Regions from separate parts of the Bombyx mori genome. Here region 2 is linked to region 1. A link is a contact called in public Hi-C data. All regions are on one chromosome and are shown on one strand. The core of a region is the stretch at or near the end of the contact, and the rest is flanking DNA. Distances in the headings are between cores, read along the strand shown. Region 1 overlaps LOC101737516 (lysine-specific demethylase 3A). Region 2 overlaps LOC101737516 (lysine-specific demethylase 3A).

Evidence for each region. A called contact is a pair of places that touch in the nucleus more often than the background predicts.
Region 2: a contact with region 1 is called in a Hi-C map of midgut, with 2.1 times the contacts expected there. The contact joins two enhancer-like sites. A contact is called at or near these places in 2 of 7 Hi-C or Micro-C datasets (midgut and whole pupa).

What each region holds. Positions count from the first base shown.
Region 1 is chr23:11,136,632-11,143,101 of ASM3026992v2, reverse strand. All of the region lies in intron 6 of LOC101737516 (lysine-specific demethylase 3A), which reads right to left. Among protein-coding and RNA genes, the nearest start is that of LOC134201095, 45 kb to the right of the region's middle. Within about 2 kb of position 3,216, at least 8 of the 8 cell types and tissues checked have open chromatin away from gene starts, as enhancers often do.
Region 2 is chr23:11,206,944-11,213,413 of ASM3026992v2, reverse strand. It overlaps LOC101737516 (lysine-specific demethylase 3A), which reads right to left. Exons shown (of 17, transcript XM_004932625.5): 9 at 1-58. Among protein-coding and RNA genes, the nearest start is that of LOC692945, 22 kb to the left of the region's middle. Within about 2 kb of position 3,398, at least 4 of the 8 cell types and tissues checked have open chromatin away from gene starts, as enhancers often do.

The DNA of each region.
Region 1 (6,470 bases), core at 1,967-4,466:
AACGAGTTCCCTCGTGTGTTCTTTAGAACCGGTATGTTTGGTCCGGACCCAGCCTCGGGGACTGACTAACTAGATTACAAACTGGTATTTAATGGTCTTAAGAAACATACACAGATTTATGTTTTATTTTAATCATATTTATCTATACTAATATTATAAAGAAGAAAGATTTGTTTGTTTGTTTGTTTCGAATAGGCTCTGAAAGTACAGGATCGATTTCAAAAATTCTTTTTCCATTAGAAGCCGACATTGTCCCTGATGAACATAAGCTACTTTTTTAAAATTTTTTTTTTTTTTTTTGGTTTCATGTGTGTTTTAATGTTTCCGAAGCGAAGCGAGGGCGGGTCGCTAGTACTTAAATAAATGCGTTCTGTAATCATTTCTATTCGAACCATTTATTACATTATCTTTCATTGCCTAGTTATACTTTATGACAGAACGTGTATTTCTCGTTGATAGTATAGTTAAGCATTCCTTGAACACCATAAAATATTAATTCACAATCGTATTTATATTTAAAGTTATTATTTAAAAACACAGTTAAATAATATTTTATTTTAAATGCTAACGTTTGACTCGTAAATGACCAAACGTGAAACTTGGATTACGCCCAACCCACTTCAATTAATGTCTTACGCAGTATATATGTATAAGGGAAATACGTAATTAATCAACTTGAATATAACAAAGGCGTCGTTTTAAACTAGGTCGAAACAATAAAGATGAGAATATAACTACCTTTGAGCTCACTTCATCATATTATTATCTTAATGTAGATTCAAATGAGAATTTTTGTATAAAATTTTTACCTACTAGTTTTATTTGTTTATTGCTTAGATGAGTGGACGAGCTCACGGCCCACCTAGTGTTAAGTGGTTACCGGAGCCTATAGACATCTACAACGTAAATGCCTTGATGTAACCTACCTTGAGATATTAGTCAAAGGTCTCAGTATAGTAACAACGACTGCTCCACCCTTCAAACCGAAACGCGTTACTGCTTCACGACAGAAATAGGCAGGGTGGTGGTGCCTACCCCTGCGAAATTAGACGTCCTACTACCAGTAAAAAGTAATCTAAAATATAAGATGTATTACAATAAAGGAATTATAATTGTTAATGTATACGTTTTTTTGAGGATTGTTTGAGGACTGTGCAGCATTACTGATGTTCCTGGAAGAAGGTAACCACTCACCATCAGGTGAAACGTAATATCGTCTGTCTACCAAAGTAATAAAAAAGTAGTTTAATACTATACGAAACAAGCAAGAGTCAAAGAATGTTATTATTAAAGCATTTAACTATCATCGTAAAGTTACGTCAGCATTTAGAAGATTCTAAAATAAAACGAGCTATTTACATAATGGATTTTCCAATGCGACCTGCCGGAGATTACCTTAAATAGGAACGTAATGGCGTTGCGAACGTTTGTCGGAACTTCAATCTGTAGACCCATCTCACTCCGTCGGTCCACAGATTATTATTAAAATTCCATTGTAACATTTTTTTTTGTTGTGAACAAACAACTAAACTGCTTGAGAGTTGCATTACCCGTTGTTATAAGTAAACGCAAAAAGCAGATTAGAAAATTGCATTACCCGTTGTTATAAGTAAACGCAAAAAGCAGATTAGAAAAAATCTAAGTAATATAAATTGAAATATAAATTACTGTTTTCGAGATACAGCCACGGTCTTAGCAATTTGAGCCGCGTGTATGTACCTATTATATACGTTTACGTTAAATTAGACCTATGTCTGCATATGTAGAAGATTCTGTCCCGCTTTGTCAGGTGAGATTTATCCACGTATACCTAAGTTTAATATGCGGCGAGTAGGCGTGCGTGGGTCGTAAACGGACTCTGTGGTATTCATGGATCGCCTTTATGTAGCTCTGTCTAGCAAGCACCAAGGCCATATTCGGATTTTATTGCTCTTTACGGGCATCGTTTATTTCGTAAACCACTGACAACAATGCCTTAAATTAAACCAACACCTGTCGTAGTTACGTAATTCATTGCTAAATGCAAACCGGTATTTAGCAATGACTTACGAATGAACGACCTTAATGGTTTATTATTCATATAATTTTAACTTCTCTCAAATCCAACTGCTCTAACTGTCTGTAAATATTGTTTACGACAACAGCGCGAGGAACAATGAAACCCGACAAAGAAATTAGAAAAGAACAAAAGCAAACAAGGGGCCCCGGTGAACGAGCTGTTTCCTTTCTGTACGTAAAATAATAACAATACGGTCGGCATCAGTTCGTGCGTGGCACAGCTCGATCAGTGAAGCGCGCGATTCAGCCAACATGTTCTAATTCCCGGCATCCGAGAACGCACGAGAACTTGTTTTCTGGAACTACCATAAACGCTTCTGAGAAATAAGCGGTCATTAAAGCCATATCTAGGTAAAATGAATCGGTATAGTATTCGGATCATGTAGGAAAGAGACCGATTTATATCAGGGTGTGGCCTATCTACTTGTATATTCTGTATGCATGCTCGGTGTATGCGACTTGCACCCACATTGTTGCGTGTAACGTAATGTGCACGTATGTATGTATGAGATAGTCGCGTTCATACAGCCTCGTGGAAAAAGTGTTAACTAGTTTCCCGAAACATGATTACTTTAGCAAATCCATATCTGTATGTACTTACTTAATAATGTATTTTTATTAACAAACAAGCTGTTTTTTACGATAACACGAAAATACGATAATTACGATGATTGGTTTTTAAGTATGTGTACATTTAAAAGAAATAAAATATAACACGAGTGACAACACTACTACGAACGCGAGCTGAATTATTAACAAATAATACAAATAAGCGCTACAGGAAAAAACAATTTATTCTTAACACATTCAGACAGACATATACCTAATGATATAGTAGAACTAGTTATGATAATGAAATGATTCTATAATAAAAGCAATGAACATCTACTGGTTTATAAATTAGCACAGAACGTTTAAGGCTAGTTCTTTGGTTGAAAATAATTAATGAGTCATCAAGTACCGCTAGTATCCACGGTAGCGCCACCTTCTGAAACGGCCACAAAGCACCAATATCACTTCACGATGACGTCACACATTCGAATTTCCAAAAACATGTAGTGCGGTGAAAGGCAAAGATGCGTTGGGTAAACCGTTCCGAGCAACGAGTAACCGAGCGTAGTGATGCCGGCGCGGGAGAATGGCGCAAACTGGCGTCATGGGGGAGGGGCGCCCCCCGCATCCCTCTCCCCTCGACCGCGCCGGCCTGCCCCGTAGTCGTGTCCGGGCCACCAGACATACACACTTGCATAATTAACCAATTATATTTCACACACATTGCGTCTTCCGCAAATGCAAGGTCAACTTTTTTGATGCACCGATAAGCTTTAAAATTTGACAACAATGAGATTACGTCCATATTTTTTTAACAGAGAAACTTTTATCACTGTTTGATAGATATTAGATTTATTTTATTAACAAGTCCATTCTTAAAACAAAATTACTGTGTAAGAATTATTTTATTTAATGTTTATTTTTTATTTCTTAAATATTATGAATACATACTTGTAATTGGGATAAATTTGTCTTCATACTAATTAATGGCATGGCATTCAATTAGCGGCAATCTTGGCATCAATCCTATTACTACCAAGACTGCCGCAAAACGACGAACATGAAGTTTGAGGACTGTTATTATTGTAATAGACGATTGAAATTTCGACCTCAAAGAGTCGTCCGGTTATATTTTTCATTTAAGTAAGAATCTATAATCTAGGGAAACAAATAAATAACAACAAATTTACATACATGTATGTATTAATTTATCTTTGTTGTACTTTCATAAATAAAGAATTTTATATTTACAGATCTTTTTTGTTGGAAATCCTTGATTGAATAAAAACTAGCACATACCAAATTGACAACTAATTTTATATATTTTGTATTCTTAAAAAACTCGGTAATGGTTTGGAAGAAGATAGGACAACCCTATCTATGTTTGTAACTAAAGGTTTACACATCCATTCAGGTTGAAATGAATATTAACTTTCAAAACAAAACAAGAACAAAGTAGTGAGTGGCACGTTAATCCGGACCCTTTTGACGGTAACGGGCGCGAGGGTGGGGACAGGCGGGCCGTCGTGTTCGGTTCCCGGGCTCGCCAGACGAATCCAGACATCCCGTAGGTACTTGTCGCGATCGATACTCGTACGGGAACTCGCATTAACCAACTCCGGCTTGCGGACACGAAACTCGGTCGATGTTGTTACAAACTTTACCGATTACCCGAACTCACCCCTCTTTGTTATTTCTAAATGAATGTACAACTTATTACAGAGCGCCCTTTCATTATTTAGGGCATTTGTTTTTTTCTACAGATTTCGAAAACGAGAAACGCTTCGAAGGGAGAAAGAATTTGAGGAAGTAGCTTTCTTAAAATGTGTAATATTTTGATTATTTTATTCTTTACTAGCTGACTCGGCAGACTTCGTAGTGCCTCAATCGATAAATAAAAGACCTAAACTTTTGTATAAAATAACACATCAAAGGAAAAACAAAATTATTATTTTTATTTAATTCCGAGTATTTTCATATTAATTTACCTTTTAAACATTCTCTGTACAAATAATTCAAGACCAAAATTTGCCAAATCGGTCCAGCCGTTTTCGAGTTTTAGCGAGAATAACGAACAGCAATTCATTTTTATATATATAGATAGATAAAAGAAGTTTGATTGGAAAGAGGAGAAAATGTAAATTGTTTTGTCTTTGCCTATTCTTTTGTATATACAGATATATAGACTAGAAAACGATGAATTACGATTAACAACATATTTTAATTATTTTAATTGCAAATTTTGATAATAAGCCGTTGGATGCGATAACAGGATAAACCAATACGAAATACCTCTTAATTATGTTGATCACTGTTTATTACCTTCATAAGTAGCGGCATATTATAAAATTACTTGTAATATTACAGTTTACTTAATATTATGTATTAACCGAACCGATTAAAATCCCGCAGGCAGATACCAATTTTTGAAATTTAATACGTACTTAACACATGTTCACAGATGACTTTTTATTGCTCAGACGGGTGAACCAGCTCAGGGCCCACACTTGGTGTAAAGCGAAGACTGAGGCCCATAGCATCAACAAAGTAAATGCCACCCCCACCTTGAGTTCTTATTTCAATACAACGTAGTACATAAGTACACAACGAAGTATACAAGTACAACGGCTGCTTCTATCTTCTATGCCTTACGGCACAAATAGTACCTACCCGTGTGGGCTCACAAGATTCCAGTAAAAATAACATACCATTCGACCAGAAAGGAATAATGTTCTGTAGTACAAATTGAATCCGCAAATAATATAATTTGCGTACACACTGGTCACCACCATCCTGCCCATTTCTGGCGTGAAACTATCATGCATTCCAGTTGGAACGGCGAAACATACAATAGAATCCAGTAATCACTCAAAGTCAGGTGAACCGTAAACTCGTTCATATTATAATTTATGCAGAACAGTAAAGTCAGGCTAAGTTCAAAACAAATATAGGACGATCTCAGCAGCTCAAACTATCAAACTGCGTATATGAGTCATAAATTCTTGTTGCGTTGTCGTCGGTGACCTAGATTTGAATAGACAAATAAATGGTTTTTTCCTATCCACGTTGTACTGAACTGAATCATACTATTCAGATAAATTAGTCGTTAAGGAAATGGTTTTGAACAAAAGTAAACAACGATAGGTACTATACTCGCTTTTTCGTTTATATATTTATTTATTTTATTTAATATATTTTGTACACACAGCTGTTAGAAAAAACACGACAATAAGGATACAGAGTACAAGGGCACTACTTATTTCATGTTGAAATCTGTTCTAGTAGGCCCGCAAAAGGAAAGAAGAATTTGGAACACAAACCTAGTGCATACAGTAAACATTATTATTATTTCGAATGCTTGTTTCTTTCTTCTTTTAATGTAGATATTTGCCCACTGAGCTTCTCGCCGGATCTGCTCAGTGGGTTGCGATTCCGGTCCGGTGGCACATTTTGCGAGACACTGCTCTTGCTAGAACTAGTGTTAGCAAATTCTCTCAGATTGAACCCATGAGCTCACCTACCCGCCCGGGCGTAGCTCTTAGGCTACCAGCGAATCGGTAGGGGAAAAGAAGGTACAGCAAGCAAGCATTACCGGTGTCCGTGAACAATGGTAATATTAGGCGCGCCATATTTTGGGAAATCAGGATGATCGTGATCTCTCGTTAATTCATTTAGTACAATAAATAAGTTTAACTCCATACAGATGACCTCCGAACTTAACACGTGTTAGGAACAATGTATGAGAAACTTTACATTTTCTATAATGCTCATTGAAATGGAACTAGATCTTTGCATGAATAATTCCACGTGTCTTCAATGTTCCAAATTCAAATGAGACGAATTTAAATTTTCGACTAGGT
Region 2 (6,470 bases), core at 2,149-4,648, 70 kb before region 1:
CACTTGGTTTCCTCACTAACATTGACGACATCACTTTCACTGACACAATTTTCAGGACCTGGAACAATATAAACAATACATTAGTTTGTATTTAAATGAAATCAAAATCATCACCATCATCCTTAAATGAAATCAGAAATTAATATTTTAGTATTTAGTAATACGGTATAAAGTTAAAGTTAAGCAATATTCAATTCAAATTTATTTATAAAGGCGACTCTCCACGTGTCACATCAAATTATTAATGTTTGTTATCACCAGTGTGCCAGATGCATATTTTCAAGCGACTGACGTCAACAACGAGCGAAGAAACATCAGCATGTTTGGGATGAAGCCAAAACGGGCTCATTCACGCAACACCCACGCGGGGAACTTGTAAAAAATTACAATTATTTTTATACTTTATACTTATATTGCCTCTAACAAAAATAAGTCATCGACAAACATAACAATTTTATTGTCACGGTTCCAAATTATCTAGTAGAACGTTCGAATCGAAAATATTTTTTAAGAATAAACAATGTTTGTTGCTGTTGGTCAAATATAAAAAGATATGTTAGATATGTTAAAAGTAGAATATGTAAACCGGAACAGGAAGATAAGATACGTGAGATTATGTTTACGTGGGCAGCCAAGCATGTTGGCACTCCCATCAAGCCACACGCGAATGACGGCTGGATCGTAGCCAATACGCCCAGCGCCAAACGCTCAGCGATCATCGGACATTTGGCGCTTCACCAGAACGAGGGCAATGTGACAAAGACGCGCCTCATAAAATTTGCGAAATACGTACCTACACAGACAGTTAGATAACATTGACAGGTTTTCTAATCACCTATAAAATAATTTACTGAAATGGGATGACCGAAATTTTAAAAATAACGAATTGTTACGTTACCTCTGTATATGAACATATATATTTATGCCTGTGTGTGCGTGTGTGTGTTGACCACAAAAAATATCTGACTGAAAATAAAATAGTTTGAAATTCTATGCGGTTTTTATTTGTATATTAATCAGGAATTTAAATGAGATGCCCTACATGACGAGGTCTCCGTCTTCGTAATCGCGTAAAGAATCTTCCAGTATTAATTTAAGCACTGTAAATATTTAATGATTTAAAAAACATTTTTAATAGTCTACCGCGAAGTTATCGTTGAGGCAAGCGTCGAGGAAGCCATTTAACTTTAAGCTACTAATTAACTCGTTAAAACCGGTTTAAAGAAATCCCAAGAATTATATTATACATTACCTGTGGTATAATCACTCGTATTCTTTTACCAGCTCGGGTCTTTGATGTCAAATAATTAAAAAAAATAACATTGAAAAACCAAGACCTTGAGGTGACAGATACAGTATGTGTACCTACATATAATATTAATATGCAAATATAGAGTAATATTATAAATACTTTCAAAAATAAACGCTAATCTAATCAGAATACAAATGGTATGACGTAATATGATACAAACTTGAGTGGGCATATGGATACGTGCGTTGCACAATCTCGATAGATAGGTAGCGGATAAACAGTTGATAAACAATGTTCAGTAACAAGAAATGAAAAACGTTGTGTTTACGAAATAAAAGAATCGATGAAAAGTAGAATAGACATGACTTGAATAAACAAAACTATTGAATAAACAAGTTGTGAAACAATGCGACCATGATCAAAAGCTGAGGACAATAGAGTAACAAATAACTCGGCGGGGAAACGCAGACTCCTTACGGCAAAGTGATTGACAAGACAAACGCTCAGACGGAGCCCGTAAGCCTATTCAGCACATAGAATTTGTGCACAAAAATAAAATTCGACGTGTTCCGAATACTTCACAGACTATACAAAAACGTTTAAGAAAAACCAAACAACAAAATTTCACATCGTACGTATAATAAAATAACATATCCTAAATTATAACAGTCGAAAAGGTGGATCCGTATTAAGTGGGTTATGTAAGGCGACGCAAATAGTTCTGTGAAATTCGAGCCTTCAAACTGTGCAAATATAATAGGTAGGTAGGCACTCTTTGTGCTTTCGGAGACACGCGCAGTTTTGAATTATTCATTTTAACATACCACTTTACGTATGACATTTTGTTTTTACCGATCTTTCGAGTATAGGTAAACCCACCACACAGCTGCGTAAATAGCATGCGTCAATTTATGTGCAATTCTAATAAACAATCGTATTGAGTTCTATTTTCCATTATAGTAAAGTATTGATGAGGATAAGAGGTCAAAACCGTCATAACTATTTGTGACGAGTTCTATGAAACCGACCGCATGACTGGCGGCGATCAATCATCGGGCCTTTCTATTTGAAACACGAACTGAAGAGTATTGAAATTTTTGATTTATTTAATACCTACTTCTTTGAAAAGATAAACGATTATAAATCGAGAGCACGGTTTATGTTACGTGCTTCTGCTAAATTTCAGCGTAACCATCGCAGTATGCTATGTTACGTTTAAACGTTAAGCCACGAGTCAAAATTTATAACGATGCGATGTTTCGAAGCGCGTTCGTGAAGTCGAAGCCATCTCGTTAAAACCTACGAAGCGTATCGATTCCAACTCACCGACCGTGTAATGAAACACTTCCACTCGGACAATAACCGTTAATACATTTACTCGTGACAAAGCTTTCCCTGTCCCCCTTCGCACTGCAATTACACTTTTTTAGTGGAATGTTAAGTGAATAACATAATTATGATAATTATGTACCTACGTGGTCAAGTACTTTCTGAATTCACTTTCTATAGTAATTGTATAATTTTATTCTCAGTTTTTAAATGTCAAAGCGTTTGCTTAATATACGGAAACTCGGTTCGCCCGTTTCGTTGTATTGTTGTGATCGCTCGTATAGATTACAAAACGTTCTTGGCGCATCGGTTATCGTGACTTGGCCTGCAATACCACCTTGAAGATACAGTGTAGCTCAGTATCTATCACGACTGCTTGACTCGTGTTGTAAATTGCGCAATGCGCTATCCAAAGAGCACGGAGCAGAGCAGACTGCAATCTCTGCTTACCATCTCACGACGTGCAGTGATAACGTGTAAATTCAGACACCAAGTATTTTAACTGGAGACAAGTATTCAAGGAATTTGTTTTGTTGCAATTTTAAAATATCTATTTTGCACAAATGAAATGTCAATTATGCATGATCAGTAAAGAAAGTAGTGCTAGAAATGTTCGAATAACGATCGTAATGTAAGACAAAGGAATTAGATAACAGGAATTAGGTGGAACAAGCACGAAGGGTCATTCCGAGTTTCAACAAACAATAGAGCGATAAAGCTCTCGAATCGATAACGAATTGCTGTTTACGCTAACAATGCACGCTCGGAAAACGTTGCTTGATATCGCATACCGATACTAAAGGTCATTCGATACACGACTAGTGTAATAACATGATAAGTAACGCATTATTTATTGTACGCGATACGTTGAGCTGTCGTTAATCGGTTATATTAATATACTAATAGGTACTTGTAATTAACAGTTTTGAGTTAATCGACAGCAGCACGATCGTTAGCCATAACGATTTAAGCGGAATCACGGAAGGTGAGTAGCTATTAATGGCGCTATAAATAGAGGCTAATCGATATGACTGATATGTTACGAGATTTTTCAAAATCGGAATTTTTTTCCTCTAAAACCAGTTTGGATCAATTTAATGACTAGTTCATGACTTTGGAGTATTACTTCGGTTTTCCATGAGAACTGCTTGTTTAATGAACGAAAACTTAGAAACGATTTCAAATTGCAGGTAATGAGCTACTGCCTTATTTAATAACAACGTAAGCGATTACCAGTTCAAATGTGTTCAACATATATTATGACGTGCCACATCACATGTTAAATTTATCGATTACTTCAAAGACGAGAGGCATCATTCGCGACGAGGTGTGAAATTATTTATTAAACGACAAATATAACTACTATGATTCCTTAGTACTTACAGTGTGGAAAATAGTTCCAGAATCCAAGTAATTTTGAAATATTATACAGCTTCACTCTTTTCAATAACACGAACACAAATTAATCTTCCGTTAAATTAAATCTAAAACTTCCTTTTAAACTAAACGAAAGTTAGTATCACAGATATTCACAATAATATTACGGCGAAGTTTTAATGAATCCTGATATTATCCTGAGGTGTCCTTGAATGCGGCCAGGAAATTGTAAAATACGTTCACCTGCACTCACACACACAACGTAGTCAGTCAGCACTCTGTTAAGCTACACTATCACGACTGAAAATTTTAGTCGTGCCTTGCAGACGTACTAGAGCCTCCGTAGCGCACAAAGAACTGAACGCGGGGACCGGGGGAAGTGGAGTTTGCAGGAAAAGGGGGCGGGGGAGCTCCGCCGCGGCAGTCTCGCGACAGCGACGTAGCGGATCGTGATCGTAGCAACACTAGCAACAAGTGAAGGGCAACGCGGGGGTGAAGCAAGACGGCGGGGCATAATTTTGGGGAGGCTCCTATTCCCTAGTCGCACACAAAGAGCGCACCTGATGTAAAGCCCTGCACGCATGGGATGAACCGGTGAAGATCTCAAATTATTCACACAATGCATTTGGGGAGCGGTCATGTATCAACCGGGTTATTTTTTTATGTATAGCAATTCACGAAACATGATTTGTGAAGTTCAGCAATTTATAAATTTATTATTTTTACTATTATGGTGTCATTGATTTCTTAGCAGTTCTATGGATATCTCGTTCTACAGAGGCGGTGAACTCTTCTACCCAACTACAGCATTAAAAAATAATGTAGCAGGAAAACTAGATATTATTACTTTAACATCCCGAAATCAAAGGCTCAAATTTAATTTCTTAAATTATGTTAAAATATTCATTTATCATATTAAAGTCGTGAGTTTAATGAAATCGTGCCGCCTACGTAACGAGACGGAGAACTTCGAAAGAGTTTTATTACTAGAACATAATAATGTTACAATATATTAATTTATTTCATGGAAACAGAATTGGTATTTCCGTTTTTCCATGTAACAAGATCTATTAGTGTCTTAGCTGGTTTGACTTGCCGTAAAAACTTGTGCGAGTTGTTTTGGTTATAAATCTGTTGAACATATTATATGATATATCCAAGGCTATTTAATAATAGGTAAATTGTAAGATCTCTTAAAAAAAACTCAAGCGTTGGCACTCAAGAACATAATTTAAGGTGGTGATTTGTTTTTTTTTAACCAATGATAAAATAAATGAAAATGATGAAATGAATGGAATACATTGAAATGTAAACAAATACAAACCAGCAAACCGTAACATATAGAGAATGTTTTACAATAGCTCGACGATTTGGAATACGTCCAATTTCTTGACATGCTATCCGAAAAATGTATGTACTTACTTACCCACATATTTTAACGAGCGGAGTTCATACAGGTTATAGATGATGACAGAAATCCATTGAGAGTTACACAGTCGTAATAGTTTATGATATAGAGTAACTTTATATATCGTTATACTGCGAATTTAATCTATACGAACGCTACGCTTAATAAAACGTAAAGAGAATGTTATTAAAACGTTTTTATTACACTAAACGATTTTTTTGTTCTGGCCGAAATAATAATATCACGAAAAACCTAATTACTTTTTTGTTACGTATTAACATGCATAATACAACGTATCGCTGTATTTATTATTAACACAGTTTTTATTACTTCGGTTCGTCATGCGGGCAAGCGGATACGTGTAAGTAAATTGTTAGGCAAAACCTGTTTGCGAAGTTTTTTTTTTGTGAAAACAAGCAAAGAGGTCGCATACCTGATTTTGGCCTTGTGCTAATCGAGTTAGCGGTTACATGCGAATAACTAATGCTGTGTAATTTACACATTCGATGTATAAAAACTGCATCACAAGATAAACATTGAGCTGTTATTTTTAATGGGCACATTCACTTTAAATGACTGTTATGTTCTAAATAACAATGATAAGCGGTAATGCTCGAGAGAGATAACCACGCGCATGTCTACATAATCACGTTCTTTGATATGAAGTAGGAACACAACCTCACGACTAGATAATCTCCTAAAAATAAATGTTTTATCATACAATTGTTGGCGTACACAGTCATATACATAAGATAGCTCGCATAGTGAGAGAGGTGGGGAATTTGTTGATAACAAAATACAACAAACACGGCAGTTGATAGATAACCTGGTTGCAGTTGCTGATAACGACCCCGTTATCCCGCACATTATTTGCACAGCTTTTTTTTGTAATACATTCACGTAAATTACATTTAACTTATTTTTATGTACCCGATAACATTCTGGGAAACACAAATTCAAAAAAAATAAACTATTTAGACTTAACTTTAGTTATTTTTATAATATCGTAAAGGACCTTGATACTAATCACATTAAATTAAAACTATTCAAATTAGCATTAATGACTGTACATTTTAAAGGCATTTACGATTGAAGTGTTTCGTT